2 separate regions of the Macaca mulatta genome follow, and region 2 is linked to region 1. The links are chromatin contacts, called in public Hi-C maps. All regions are on one chromosome and are shown on one strand. Each heading gives the region's core, a stretch centred on a gene start, on an enhancer-like site or on the middle of the called end of the contact. The rest is flanking DNA. Distances are from core to core; before and after follow the strand shown. Region 1 holds the start of LOC699403 (serine/threonine-protein phosphatase 4 regulatory subunit 1). Region 2 holds the start of STX16 (syntaxin 16).

Region 1 (3,433 bases), core at 386-2,885:
CGTGAATTCCGTAGCTGGCCACACCGAGAGCGGGACCTCCCCAACCCCCCAGCACTCCTAAAAGTCCCTAGGAAAAGGGCGAGGCCCTGAGAGGGAAGTCACCCAACTCCCAGGTGGCGGGCCCCCCGCCCTGAGTCGACTAGGACTTGGAACTACCCCCTCCGCCCATCCCGGGGCAGCTGCAGGCGTAGGAAGAAAAGAAGTGACAGGAAGTCAAAAGTTTCCCCAACAACAAAAATCCTTCCCTCGAGGGAAGGGCTCCCACCCTCAGCCCGCCCCGCCCAGTGGGGAGGGACCGCCCCCAGTGGATCTAGGCAGTTGGGGGTCCCGCTGTTCTGGTCCTGACGAGGAGGGCCTGGCTTGAGAGTTCCCTGCCCCGCGCTTCGTGCACCCTGAATTCTTTGAGAGCGTCCCAGGGAGGGATAGGGGTGCCCCAACTCTTACTTACAGTCGTCTAAGTCATCCTGCAAGTCCACAAAGTACAGGGGGATCTCTGAAAACCAAGAAACACACAAGGAGTTACCAGGGGGCTGCGGCGAGAGAGGACGGGGTCGGGCAGGGGCCCCTCGGCCTCGCGGGGTGGTCACGGGGCGAGAGGGAGGGAAGCACCCCCGGCGTCCCCCGAACCCAACCCCACTCACCCGCCATCTTGGGATGGGCCTGGAGGCTGGACGGACAGGGGTGGGGGAGCCTGTAGACAGGGGCGGGGCCGTAGGTTTCAGGCCCCGCCCCCGGCCCGCGCCGGCCGGTCGGCCCCGCCCTCTCAGTGAAGGTGGCTGCCGAGGTGGGCGGGGAGGTCAGGTGACCCGGCCGGCGTCCCAAGATGGCGGCGGCGGCGGCGCCCGGAAGGCCGCGGCGGCGTCCAGGCTGCTAAGGCGGGCCCCACGCGGCTGGCAGCGGACAGGCAGAACCTAGGGCCAGAGGACGGGCGGCAGCCGCCTCTGCGCGGACCGGGGCTGGGCTGTCTGGCGGCAGCGGCGCCAGGGGATGCTCCTGCTGGGCCCGGCCTCTCCTTTCTCAACTTAGGGCGGCGGCGGGCCCGCGCCCGTGGCTCCCGGGCCATGGCGCTGAGGGAGCTCAAAGTGTGTCTGCTCGGGGTGAGTGGCGGTGGGTCTGGCCGGGAGGGCCACGGGAGGCTGGGCTGGCGGGGACCCCGGATCCCCCATGTCCCCTCATTCTTTCCCCCATCCCCCGTCCAAGACGCTGTCTCCAGCCCCGTGGACCCTCCCTCCAGGTCAGGAGCTGTCCCGCCCACCTCTTGCACCCTCCAGAAGGTCCTGGAGGCCGGAGGGACCCTTCCCCTTCCCCTTCCCCTCCCTGGAGCCCGTGGACTCTTCCCGCCCCTTAAAGAGCAAACAGCCCCGCCTTGCCTCTCCATTGCATCTGGGTTAGGAGAGGCTTTTAAATAGTTTTCTCCCAACTTACCAAGGTATTAGTTGGGAGGGAGTTGGCCGAGTCTTCTCAAGCAAAACCCATAACAGGTCTTTAGGTTTTACAAGCAGCATTAGACTACTTTGTCTCTTGAGGGTGTTTTTGAACTTGTGGGATACCCCTGCCACTTCTCCAAAGAGTTACTTTGCCAAGTAACTCTTCCCGTGGAGAAAGGGGGTGTTCAAATCAGGAAGCCCCAAAGACTAGTTTGAAGCTTCAGCTTCCTGTCTTGTCAGGAAGGACAAGGTTGGCCATTTCAAAGCCTTCTTTCTGAAATTGATGCTGTCATTCCAGTTTCTGCCTTAAAAGATAGACAGGAACTCCATTAACTAATCTTTATTCCCCCAAAATAGGGTGGGGCTAGGATTCTTCAGGGATTACTCAGAGGTAACCCAGGAGTTCAAAGTTTACTAACATATGTTAGAAAGCAAGTGGACTTGTTACTTTTTACACGAAGCAGAAACTTTGGGTCTTTCAAAAGGTCCTAATCTGTCTTAAAAACTGCAAAAACCTCACTCTTTTAGCACATTTGGAATTTCCTAATTACTCCACTGAATTTTTATGACAATCGCTTTTGTGTTCCTCAGTTTATAAAATTTACACATCTAGGGTGATTTTTCTAAAATCCTGAACTTACGCCACAAAGTAGTTTTTGGTGTCTGCCAAAAGGTAAACTTTTCTCAGTCACACGTCTCATTCTCTTTCAGGATACAGGTGTAGGTAAATCGAGTATTGTGTGGCGGTTTGTGGAAGACAGTTTTGATCCAAACATCAACCCAACAATAGGGTAAGAGATTTTTATTTGATACACATCTAAAGGTGCATTGAAAATCCTTCCAAATACGTAGTGTGTTACAGGTGTAGGCCCTGCACTTTATATTCATTGAATTCTGAGTCGCTGGTTCACATCATCTCTGGAAGACTTGAAGGAGTACAGTGAGGATCTGTGTATTTTAGGAAAACTATCTTCAGACTTGTTGGGAGTGAAAACTTAAAAATGCAAATATGAATTGGAGTTCTGCTAATTATTAGAATAGACACAGAAACTTCAATCTATAAATATCAACAACAATTACACCTTGAAATAAGGCAGATGAAAATAGATCGTGGTGCTATTCTTTCAGGGATATCAAGTAAAACACATTTAGATGCTTTTTGTCCTTCCTGAAAGTAGTAGGCTGAGATCTGAACGCTTACACATGCCTGTACTGGTAGTAATAAGAAATTAATAAATTCGTATTGAAATGGAAGGTTTTTTCAGTTCTCTGGTTCTAGGGACAAGTAAAGGTGATTGTTCATATGTTTTTGACTCTATAAGAAAACTTTTCATTTTGCAATACTAATCCTTTGACTACATAAGAAGTTGTGTTTTATAGGCTTTAATACTATGTTAGCTTTATAAAACTAAATAGGTGCTATGCTGTAGTTTTATCATCAAACCCTCAAATGCCTTCCAGCATTTAAAGAAAAAATCAATGTTATCCATCGCTAGGATAATATTGGCCTTTGTGCTCTATGCAGATCATTCTTTGACTAATAGAGATATATTTTACAGCCCAGGAGAGAAACTGCCATAAGATTGTACCCTGAGAAATTATGAGCTCCTGTTATCAGAGGTTATTTATTATTTATTTATTTATTTATTATTTATTTATTTATTTATTTTTTGAGACAGAGTTTCACTCTTTTTGCCCAGGCTGCGGTGCAGTGGCGCAATCTCGGCTCACTGCAACCTCCGCCTCCCGGGTTCAAGCAATTCTCCTGCCTCAGCCTGAGTAGCTGGAATTATGGGTGTCCACCACTGTGCCCAGCTAATTTTGTATTTCTAGTAGAGACAAGGTCTCACCATGTTGGCCATGCTGGTCTCAAACTCCTGACCTCAGGTGATCCGCCAACCTCAACCTCCCAAAGTTCTGGGGTTACAGGCATGAGCTGCCACGCCTGGCCTATGTGTTCAATATTTTTTTATCTACTTTTTTTTTTTCACCCAGGCTGGAGTGCA
Region 2 (3,433 bases), core at 441-2,940, 330 kb after region 1:
CCTCTGTCTTTGGATGGCCTGTCAGCGCGCCCCTGCAGCCCCCAACCCGGCCCGCGAGGCGACCCGGTCCCCTGTCGCCCGAATCTTCCACCGCAGCGAAGCGTCCCCGGGCGAGTGCCCTGCTCTCCGCGCAGAGCGGAAGCTGGCGGGTTCTCACAGTGAACTCGCCCAGCCCCGCTCGCGGCTCTCTCGATTTTATGTGGGTTTCGTTGTATGCATTTTGTTATTTGCCTCAATGGATATGTTTGACATTAATTTTTAGTTCCACAACGAACGCGCGGGAACGTTCTCCGTGAGAGAAAAAGCACGGCGGGGGGCGGTTACCGGCGTTTTCCCCGGTCGTCTGGGGGTCCCGCACGCGCCCCGCGGGTGCCGCTGTCCGGCCGGGGTCCCTGGGTGAGCCGCGGGCACCGGCTTCGCGTCTCCCCGGGCGCGACTCCGCTTTGCAAGCGCTCAGCACACGGGAAACCCTCGGAAAACACACGTGTGTAAAGTTTGTTCCACGCAGAAACAAAGGACGCGTGGGGGCCGCTTCTGGGGCCTAGGTGTTTTGTTGGAACCCCACTCCGGAGTCCGGCCCGCACCCTCGCCCGGCAAGGGGAAGCCGGCCCTAGACAGACCGGGGGCCCGGAAGGCGCAGCAGCACAGCTCTGCGCCCTCGACCCGCTCCCGCCGAGCGCTGGGCCAGGCCCTTGGCCTCAGGCTTCCCGGGCGGCTCCGGGCCAGACCAGAGCCTCCGTCACTGGGCGCCCGCCTGTTTCTGGGCGCCGTGCTCGGGCCCGGGCAGCTGCTGCCCGACGCGGCCCCGAGGAGCCCCTGCACGAACCCCGCCGACTTGGCCCGGGACGGCAAGCCGGGGTGCTTAGGGCGCCCCGGGCCTGGCCAACGGCGAGAAACCGGGCCCGGGACGCCAGGGGCGCGGGGTGCTCCGGGCCAGGGCCCAGGCGGGGAACAGAGATATTTTTCGCGGGGACGGGGGCAGGAGGTGTCAAAGTTTTCGGGGAACTTTTCCACTTGAGATTCCACGACCCTGTAGTGCCACCTACAGAAAGCGGCAGCTGGGGAGGGCGGGCGCCCCCAACGACCCCCGACTGCCGGCGGCTGCGCGGCCAGACTGCCTGGAGCTTTCGCTTTTTTTTTTTTTTTTTTTTTTTTCCTTTTTTTTCCTCCTGGTTGTTTGTCGGGTACATCTTTTTTCAGAGTGGGAAAAAAAAAAAAAAAAAAAAAAAAAAAAAAAAAGCGAGCGCCAGCGCCTGCAGTAGAGCGTGCTCGGCCTGCAGAGGCAGTCGTCTCCAACTTTTCCTCTCCCGCTCCAACTCCCCGCGCCCAAAACTTCGGCTCTCGGGGAGCCCAAATTTGCCTGCCGCGCAACTTCCACTCTAATGCAGGGACCAAGGGCCCTGGCAGCGGTTTGCAGCCTGGGGGTCACGCTCCCCAGGCTCGGGCCTGCTCGCTGGCCTGCTCCTAGTGCCTAGACCCAGTTGGGGAAGGCGAAACGGGGCGCCCCAGGAGCACCCCGGGAGAGGGCGGAGCACTCTCGTGCCCCGGGGCAGGAGTGCAGGGAGCTCCCGCGCCCGGAACGTTGCAAGCAAGGCTTGCGAGAGTCGCAGGGGGGCACTCGCGAGGGACGGACAGGAAGAGGGCCAGGGGGGACGCCAGAACCCGGGACCACAGTACGGAAACGGCCCGGGGCTGAGCTGCAGTCAGATCCGGGGATGGAGGGAGCCGGAGAAGAGGAGTGAGAAGGCCGGGGAGGCAGGCCCTGCTGTCCTCCTGCAGGCCAGCAGCCTGCTGGCAGTGGAGGACCAGGCCACCCAGGAAAGGAAGGGGTCAGGAGGTCGGGCAGGGCCTCAGCAGGCTCAGACAAGGCCCCAGAAGGGAGCTGCAGGCGCCCTGGAGTCCAGGCCTCAGGCCTGGCTCCGGTTGTCCAAAGAGGGCCTAGGCCAGGCCTCTGGTGGGGAAACTGAGTCACAGCCAGACCTCAGGGCACGGCCTAGACGCTTACGAGCCAAGTTAGGGGTAGAGAGCAAAGACCTTTGGGGGTCTCAGGGAGTAGGGGGCTTCAGGGCCTCCCAGTCCAGAGCTGGATTGGCGAGTTAGACGCTTGTAGATCCAAGGTTGGATTGGGGTGGGGTCTCTGGAACGTTGGATCGCTACGCAAGGATTGGGGGGATTCAAGTGCTTAGAGATCGAAGTCGGTCCTGGGTAGGGGGAGTCAGACAATTGGAAAGCCTAGGTAGTTATTTGGGGAGGGGTCTCTACGCTTTGGCGAAGGGCACAGCTGCGTCTTTTTGGCTTGAAGCCTGAGGCCTTGTCGAGAAGCTTCTGTGAAAGGGTGGGCCGGCCGGGTCAAGAGAAAGAAAGTGAATAAACCAGGAATATAAGTGGGCGGGGGGCCCCTGAGAGGGGGGTCACAAAGGGTGAGACATGGCCACCAGGCGTTTAACCGACGCTTTCTTGTTGTTGCGGAATAATTCCATCCAAAACCGGCAGCTGTTAGCCGAGCAAGTGAGTAGTCACACCACCTCCAGCCCTCTGCATTCACGTAGCATTGCTGCGGTGAGTCTCCCGGCGGCCTCTCCGACACACGGACCGTGTGCACTGCGGCTCTGCCTGTTTGTCTGTCTCTGTCTGTCTCTCTGTTTAATAAAAGAAGATAAGAATAATAAGACTAAGGATAATAAGATCTCTTGGCTAGAATCAGGGGGCATCTGTAACCCTGGATGGGGAAAAAGCGGTGCTGTGAGGCCGCAGCTCCACCTCTGCCTTGTCTTCTCCTCACTTCCGCAGCACCCCCCCCGCGCATCCCCCGCCTTGGCGTCACTGCGCTACAGGCCGCCTGTAATTTACATATGTTTTAACGCTAACATTGGGAAGCATTGGGCCTTTCTGAAGCCTTTTTGTTTCGTTTTGTTTGAAGCTCCCCTCCCCCCAATAGTGAGCCTCAGTTCGGTCCTAATGGCTGGGTCGCGGGACCATGGACCCAAATCCTTGCAAATGAACGACTCCCTCTCCTAAAGAGGAAGCAGTTGTGTTGTTGTTTTGTTTTGTTTTGTTTTTCTGCCCGTTTTAACGGTCCCGCAGCCCTTGTGTGGCCTTGTTCCCTATGAATAATTGTTTCACTGTTCTTCCTGGGGGCTTGGGTTTCTAAGACTCGAGGTGCTAGCCTCTTCACTTTCCATTTCCCAGACGGGAAATTACGCTTTCCTCTCCATTCGAACTTTTTAAAAAAGCCTGAGGAGGTATATGTGAAAATTAACCCTCTAAAATAACATTTTTTTTTTTTTTTTTAAATTAGCCAGAACCTTTAGTTAGCCTAGCAGTAGTGTTTTTTAAGGGTGGTCCTGGAAAAATTACTGTTTCTGGTTTGTTTTTAATGGGGGCTACTTTTCCCTTTCTGAGCCTCAGTTTACTGCTCTGTTAAATAAGGGGC

The links. A called contact is a pair of places that touch in the nucleus more often than the background predicts.
Region 2: a Hi-C map of fetal cortex germinal zone shows a contact between it and region 1, with 3 times the contacts expected there. The contact joins the promoter of STX16 here to the promoter of LOC699403 in region 1. A contact is called at or near these places in 2 of 14 Hi-C or Micro-C datasets (cortical neurons and fetal cortex germinal zone).

What each region holds. Positions count from the first base shown.
Region 1 is chr10:111,109,423-111,112,855 of T2T-MMU8v2.0, forward strand. LOC699403 (serine/threonine-protein phosphatase 4 regulatory subunit 1) reads right to left here and starts at 1,636. Exons shown (of 19, transcript XR_013400073.1): 1 at 1,426-1,636; 2 at 449-493. It overlaps RAB22A (RAB22A, member RAS oncogene family), which reads left to right and starts at 787. Exons shown (of 7, transcript NM_001193817.3): 1 at 787-1,097; 2 at 2,139-2,218. The coding sequence starts at 1,062.
Region 2 is chr10:111,442,720-111,446,152 of T2T-MMU8v2.0, forward strand. STX16 (syntaxin 16) reads left to right here and starts at 1,691. Exons shown (of 9, transcript NM_001257651.1): 1 at 1,691-2,508. The coding sequence starts at 2,428. LOC144332207 (a long non-coding RNA gene) reads right to left here. Exons shown (of 3, transcript XR_013400091.1): 3 at 2,442-2,639.